Linked DNA regions of Callithrix jacchus: region 1 is linked to region 2. The links are chromatin contacts, called in public Hi-C maps. All regions are on one chromosome and are shown on one strand. The core of a region is the stretch at or near the end of the contact, and the rest is flanking DNA. Distances in the headings are between cores, read along the strand shown. Region 1 holds the start of KANK2 (KN motif and ankyrin repeat domains 2). Region 2 has its middle 18 kb from the start of SPC24.

The links. Hi-C and Micro-C count contacts between places; a contact is called where the count stands out from the background.
Region 1: a contact with region 2 is called in a Hi-C map of skeletal muscle, with 5 times the contacts expected there. The contact joins the promoter of KANK2 here to the enhancer-like site in region 2. A contact is called at or near these places in 3 of 3 Hi-C or Micro-C datasets (induced pluripotent stem cells and skeletal muscle).

Annotation. Positions count from the first base shown.
Region 1 is chr22:10,356,527-10,359,950 of calJac240_pri, reverse strand. It overlaps KANK2 (KN motif and ankyrin repeat domains 2), which reads left to right and starts at 2,010. Exons shown (of 13, transcript XM_017967812.4): 1 at 2,010-2,159. It overlaps DOCK6 (dedicator of cytokinesis 6), which reads left to right. Exons shown (of 48, transcript XM_078360599.1): 48 at 581-823. The coding sequence ends at 620.
Region 2 is chr22:10,293,944-10,297,862 of calJac240_pri, reverse strand. No RefSeq gene overlaps it. Among named protein-coding and RNA genes, the nearest start is that of SPC24, 18 kb to the left of the region's middle. Within about 2 kb of position 2,587, at least 6 of the 16 cell types and tissues checked have an H3K27ac peak or open chromatin away from gene starts, as enhancers often do. A contact at or near this core is called in skeletal muscle, where this site is marked.

The DNA of each region.
Region 1 (3,424 bases), core at 761-3,260, 63 kb before region 2:
TTTTTAAAGATGGGGTTTCACTATGTTGGTAAGGCTGGTCTTGAACTCCCAACCTCAGGTGATCCGCCCACCTTGGCCTCCAAAGTGCTTGGATTACAGGCATGAGCCACCACGCCCGGCCATTAGTTGTATTTTTAGTAAAGACAGGGTTTCAGCATGTTGGCCAGGCTGGTCTCGAACTCCTGACCTCAGGTGGTCCACCTGCCTTGGCCTTCCAAAGTGCTGGGATTACAGTATGAGCCACCACCACACCCAGCTTCGGTAGCTTCAGCTTTGCGTCAGCATCTGAGTGTGTCATCCAGGTGTACAAAGGCAGGGCAGGTTCTAAGCAGTCATTTCCCTGCTATATGAATTCATCTTTCTGAGCCTCGGTTTCTACATCTGTAAAATGGGGAGGATTCATACCTTCCATGGTGGACTGCAAGAGAGAATCTGAGAATCCCATAGCCAGATCAGGGGCAGGAGAGACGCCAGAAAGATCCTCCGAGGAGGACGAGGAGAACAAAGAAGATCTGGGCTGGGGCGGTCTATGGAGTTGGGGCCCCATGGCCACGCTGACACACCTTCATTCCTTTCCCAGGACCTCGAACAGAGCAAGTTTCCGAAAGGCAGACCTCTGAGCCCGCAGGGACCAAAGCTGCACCTAGAGGAACAGGCACCCAGGCCTCAGCTGTCTGCTGGGAGGAGTCCCCCCTGGTGCCCACTGGGCCATGGAGTGACCATATTGCACTTGGGGCTGCGCCCTCTGTCCCTGTGTCCCCATCTGTGTGTGCACTGATGCTTCCTCCTCCCTTTTTTAATTTAAAATGGTTTTTATAAGCAACCTGTGCAGTGTGGTGCGGTAACTAGGGGCTGGGTCACATGCTCGTCACGTGGTCACAGTCCACACTGCCCCATATCCACACATCCTGCATCATCAATGGAGACGCCAAGAACCTACTGGGTGCCAGGGACATCATAACAACAGACACAAATGTCACATGCTTAATGGCAATAATGCCTGGGTTTTTGGTTTTTGGGTTTTTTTAAGAGACAGGGTCTCCACTCAGTCCTCCAGGTTGGAATGCAGTGTCACAGTCATGGCTCACTGCAGCATCAAACTCTGGGGCTCCAGCCTCCTAAGTGGCAGGAATTATAGGCACGTGCCACTATGCCTGGCTTTTTTTTTTTTTTTTTTTTTTTTTTGAGATGGAGTCTCGATCTGTCACCAGGCTCGAGTGCAGTGGTGCAACCTCGGCTCAATGCAACAACCTCCGCCTCCTGGGTTCAAGAGATTCTCTTGCCTCAGCCTCCCTACAGGCTTGTGCCACCAAGCCTGACTATTTTCGTATTTTTAGTAGACGGGGTTTCACCACGTTGGCCAGGATTGTCTCGATATCCTGACCTCCTAATCTGCCTCCCTCAGCCTCCCAAAGTCCTGGGATTACAGGCATGAGCCACTGCACCCAGCCCACTTTTTTTTTTAAGAGACAGAGTCTTGCTCTGTTGCACAGGCTGGTCTCAAATTCCTGAGCTCAAGGAGTCCTCCTGCCTCAGTGTCCTTAAACACAGAGATTACAAGTGTGAGCCACCTCGTCAGCCTGACATTTATTAAACCCTTACTGAGTGGCTGGCTGTGTACAAAAGGGCTCCCAGAAAGATCTCTGCAAAAGTAGGCCACTCATTCAGGAGCCTTTTTAACCCGAGGGACCTGCTTCCTAATGGTGAGGCCCCTTCCTAATGGTTAGTGAATTTTCTCAACACTCCTATCAGGTAGCTAACATGATTATCTCCATTTTACAGATGGGTAAACTAAGGCACAGAGCAGCAAAAGTTTGGTGCGTCTGGAATGAGAGTCCAGGTCTGGCCGGCTCCAGCGCCCGGGCTCGTGCAGCCTCCCCTCTCGCGCGGCGGTCACGCCACCGTGTGCCAAGGCTGCGCTGGGCCGCTTCCAGTCCTGGGCCGCCCGGGGGAGGGGTGACCTCCCGCCGCCGCGCCCGCCCCGCGCGCCCTCCCCTAGCTGGGCCCCTGCCAGCCCCACCCGCTCCCGCCGCCCAGCCGTTCCGCCCCCCGCAGCGGCCCAGGGACAGCTGGCGGTGGGGGAACCCTACCTCAGGGACTTAGGGAGGAAGGAAGGACAAAGCCGGACACCCCGGCGCGCACACACACCTGCTGTCCAGGTGAGATCCAGTCTCTAACCAGCGCATTTTTCACCCCCATCCCCCACCGCGCCCGGGCGGCTGGAGGGGGCGGGGCCCGCTGGAGGGCGGGGCCAGTTGGAGGGGCGGGGAGGGGCGGAGCCACCCCTGAGGGCTGGGCGCCCGGGCGGCGGCGCGCGAGGACGCACGGGCGGCGGGACGCAGGGACGGCGGCGGCCGGAGCGCGCCAGGCGAGTGGCACCCGGGGCTGGGTAGGGGTTCAAGTCCGGTTTGGGGATCGAGTGTGCACCCCCTCCACCTGCTGTCCTACATCCCACCTCCGACCCTGAGACACGACCTCGCTGGTCTCAACGAGCCGCTGCCTCCAACTCCACCTTCTGTGTCCAAACTTTCCGGACTTGGAGTGTCTCTGTCCCCGCGTCCCTGCCCGCTCCCCATCTTTGACCCCTTACCCGCATCGATTCTTGCTGCCCTGCCCGTTTCCCCAGTCGTGGCTCCCCTCTCCCCGCTCTCCACTGACTGTCCCCCTTTCTGCCTCTGTCTCCTCCCCGCACTGTCCCCCCTCGCTCTCCTCCGCGGCCGTGCCCCAGGCGGCGGGAAGACCGCCGGGCGTCCGGCCGGCTGGGCCTGGGCTTGGCGGCTGGGCCGGCTTGGGGAGCGGCAGCTGTTTGCCATTAGCCGGGGATCCCACAGGCCCCACCCCCTCCCTGCACGGGGCGGGGTCCTTCTTACTCCCCCAAGTTTGGGGCGGGAAGAGAGCCGGGAAGACCCCTGCGATGTGCAGGCAGGTCTGGGGTGGTGGGTTGGGGAGATCTGCGTCCCTTCCCTGAGCTCCCTACATGTCTCCTCTGGTAGTCTCCAGTCTTTCCATCTCTGTCTTTTCCAATCTCCCGCTCCCCAGGGGTTCCATAGCGAGAGAAGGGTCTCAGTCACAGACATCCATCTTCCCCATCACACCCCCTTATCTCCTTTCTCTTCTTATCTGCGACTCGCTGGTCCTCATCGAGGGCGGTCAGATGACTGAGGACCCCCAGACCTCAGTCTTCATATCTGGGAAATGGGTAGTGATATCTGGTGTGGGGTCTGGGGGTGGTGACTTGGTGGGCAGTGGGGGGATCCACCACGCTTAGGTTCACCTTCAGGCCCAGCCACTTCCCCATGGCCCCAGTGACCCGAGGCAAGTCACTGTACCTTTCTGTGCCCTCTGCATCGCCTTGTCTGTGAAACGGGAGGATAACTGCCCATCTCATGGAATTGCCATGACAAAAGAGTTGATGTAAGGCCGG
Region 2 (3,919 bases), core at 1,338-3,837:
TGTCTCCGGGTGCCTGCCCAGCCCCCATCCTGCCCCACTTCCAGAGCCCCTGGGGAGGGGGAGATCAGCTTTGTCTCCATTGTCGGGTGGAGAAACTGAGGCTCTGAGGTGCCTGTCACCCAGCGAGTCAGTGGCAGAACCGGGATATGAACCCAGATGGCCCGACCAGTCTGCTCTTTTTGGTTTCTTCGGCGGTTTTGTTTTTGAGATGGATTTTTGCTCCTCTTCGCCCAGGCTGGAGTGGCCTGATCTCGGCTCACCACAACCTCCACCTCCTGGATTCAAGTGATTCTCCTGCCTCAGCCTCGAGAGTAGCTGAGATTACAGGTATGGGCCACCACACCCAGCATATTTCTTATTTTTAGTAGAGACGGGGTTTCTTGTTGGTCAGGCTGGTCTCGATCTCCTGACCTCAGGTGATTTGCCCGTCTTGGCCTCCCAAAGTGCTGGGATTACAGGCATCAGCCACCACGCCCCCAGCCACATTTGTGGACCTAACCACCCCAGTGCCTCCCCGACCCTGCCCCTCTTTCGCTCCACCCAATAAGGCACCATTCCCTGGGCGCCGTCAGCCTGTCCTTGTTGGGTTCCGCCTGTGGGAGGCGCTGGTGGGAGATGGAGCCTGGGGCAGAGGACAGGCTGGGGTCTTCCTTCCCAGGGACCGAACTGCAGCAGTTCTTGCACTCCCACCAGCTCCCAGGCTCCAGAAACACTGTATCTTCCTCTCCCGGTTTCGTGGTGGTAGCACTTTCTGCTGTTGTTTATTTCTGGGTTATCTCACTGTCCCCCCATTTAATCTTGAACACTTTTTATGATTTTATGGTCCACTACACATCATATCAAATTGACCATGTTAACCATTATTATTATTATTATTATTATTATTATTATTATTTTCTGAGACAGAGTCTTGCTTTGTCCCCAGGCTGGAGTGCAGTGGTGCGATCTTGGCTCACGGCAACCTCCACTTCCCGGGTTCAAGCGATTCCCCTGCCTCAGCCTCCCAGGTAGGTGGAACTACAGGTGCGCACCACCATGCCCTGCTACTTTTTTATATTTTAGTAGAGACGAGGTTCCGCCATGTTGGCCAGGATACTCTTGATCTCCTGACCTCGTGATCTGCCCACCTTGGCCTCCTAAAGTGCAGGTATTACAGGCGTGAGCCACTGCGCCCAGCTAATCTTTTTTTTTTTTTTTTTTTGAGACGGAGTTTCGCTCTTGTTACCCAGGCTGGAGTGCAATGGCGAAATCTCGGCTCACCGCAACCTCCGCCTCCTGGGTTCAGGCAATTCTCCTGCCTCAGCCTCCTGAGCAGCTGGGATTACAGGCACGCGCCACCATGCCCAGCTAATTTTTTTAAATTTTAGTAGAGACAGGGTTTCACTATGTTGACCAGGATGGGATGTGATCTCGATCTCTTGACCTCGTGATCCACCCGCCTCAGCCTCCCAAAGTGTCGGGATTACAGGCGTGAGCCACACCGCTCCCAGCACACCCAGCTAATCTTGAACATTTTTAATGATTTTAATTGTGGTCCATTACACGCCATATAAAATTGACCATGTTGGCCTGGCATGGTGGCTCAAGAGAGAGAATTAGAGAAGAGGGGGTGATAACAGGTTTTGGGGGTAGGGGGCAAAGTTTCTCAAGGCTTTTTCGAGAGGGCTTGGGGGTGGCACGAAATGGTTAAGAATTTAGCCTGCTGGGAGATTTCAGGGAAAGGGGTAATGTTGCGGGGCTGGTTATTGCTTGTATACGATTTTGTAGGAATTGAGAGATTACTTGGAAAAACACAGTGCCCAGTGAGAGGAGAAAGGATCAGAGGACTAGTGACTGGAAGAAGCTGTGACTCCCAGGTCAGGTCCAGCCGGTCCAGCCATGTCCAGAACAACCATTCGCCTGACGAGTGAGCTTTGCGCTGTCTCTTAGTGTATTGATGGCATCATATACGAGGCCAGGCTGGTTTGCATAAAAAGAACGTTTTTCATTCGGGAACAGGCAAAGGCCTTTTCAGCAGTTAGTCAATGAAAACCTCTGCGGTTTTTGAGCACGAAGGGGTAACGATTGAGTTAACTGTGCAGTGCTGGCCGAGAAGTCATCAGAGGGGCCACGGAAGGCGCCCACTGAAGTGGTCAGGCCATGCCGAGTGCAGTAGAATTCCCATCCCTACAAGTAAGGGGGTTAATGGAAGGACCCGCTCGCGTCATGCTGCGACCACTAGGGGAACAGGGAGGCTTTCGTCCCCATTGGTGAACCGAATTTGGGGAGTAAGGAGAACTGGGGTACGGGTGCCTGTGCAGTTGTAGGAAGGCAGAGGTAAGAGCCACAGAGGAAACAGTGCCGGGCTTAGAACTGGAAGTGCACGGTGAGAAGGTGTCCTGAGCGGCGGGGCTGTGAAGGGGCCTGGTAGGGGAACTGCGGAGGGAGAGCCTTTGTTTTCATGGTGTATGAGGAAGCGCGTGGTATTCATAAGGAACCACTCACTTTCATTAACAAGATTGGGTCTGAGCAGAGAACAGGAGCCAGATTCAGAGTGAAATCCCAGCTGTGACTGCCTGGAGGAAAAGTGTGAACCGGCAGCGTAAGCAAAAACAGGGCTGGGAAGTCCAGGAGTGCAGGGGATCTGAGCCAGAGACTTCTTGAGCTGTGGTTTAAGTAGCAGGCGCGACCATCAAGCTGAAGGTGAGGGGCTGAAAGTAAGCGTGTGAGGTGTGAGAGGAAAGGCTGTGAGAGCTCTAGAGGCTAAGTGGGCATACGTGAGAGCTAGAGGGTAGGCGGGGCATAGCCTGGGATTCTGAGGGATTCTAAGAGCATTCGGGCAGCAGCTGCTGCCGCGCGTAGCCATGAGGGCCAGCCCAGGACTGTGAGGTTAGGTTCTTTGGATAAAAAGGCTACAGGCCCGGCCTGGCTGCTGTGTAAGAATCGCGACAGCACAGCCTGTGATTTCTGCTCTGTGGACAGAGAAGGTTGACAGGAGTTGGGAGCGTTAGGATGAGGGCTGTTTCTAAGGCCTTCCTTAGCGACCGAAAGGAAGAATGGGGGAAAAGTTTTGGTTTATGGGGTTAGCTAAGTTTCCCGTCGTAGGTTCATAAAGCGGTTTGGTTTTGGGGACAAAAACCTGGCATCCAGAGGTGAAAGTATCTTATAACACCCAGGAAGGAGAGAAGCTGGGGTTTAGGAAATTAACTGGATATGGTTGGCAGGGAGAGTGCGTGTGCTGGGGAAACGTTATAACAAATGGGGAAGAAATTTGGGCTTTAAAAAAAGTGTTTTTGAGGTCAATAACAGAATAGTGAGTTGTGGAAGGGGTATGGAAGATAGGAGGGTGTTGGGGTTTGGTACAGCCAGGTGGGTGGGAAGTACCATCTGACTGTGAGGTGGGGGTTTGGTACAGCCAGGTGGGTGGGAAGTACACTGACTGTGAGGTGGGGGTTTGGTACAGCCAGGTGGGTGGGAAGTACACTGACTGTGAGGTGGGGGTTTGGTACAGCCAGGTGGGTGGGAAGTACACTGACTGTGAGGTGGGGGTTTTGTACAGCCAGGTGGGTGGGAAGTACACTGACTGTGAGGTGGGGGTTTGGTACAGCCAGGTGGATGGGAAGTACCATCTGACTGTGAGGTGGGGTTTGGTACAGCCAGGTGGGTGGGAAGTACCATCTGACTGTGAGGTGGGGGTTTGGTACAGCCAGGTGGGTGGGAAGTACACTGACTGTGAGGTGGGGGTTTGGTACAGCCAGGTGGATGGGAAGTTCACTGACTGTGAGGTGGGGGTTTGGTACAGCCAGGTGGGTGGGAAGTACACTGACTGTGAGGTGGGGGTTTGGTACAGCCAGGTGGGTGGGAAGTACACTGACTGTGAGGTGGGGGTTTGGTACAGCCAGGTGGGTGGGAAGTACACTGACTGTGAGGTGGGGGTTTG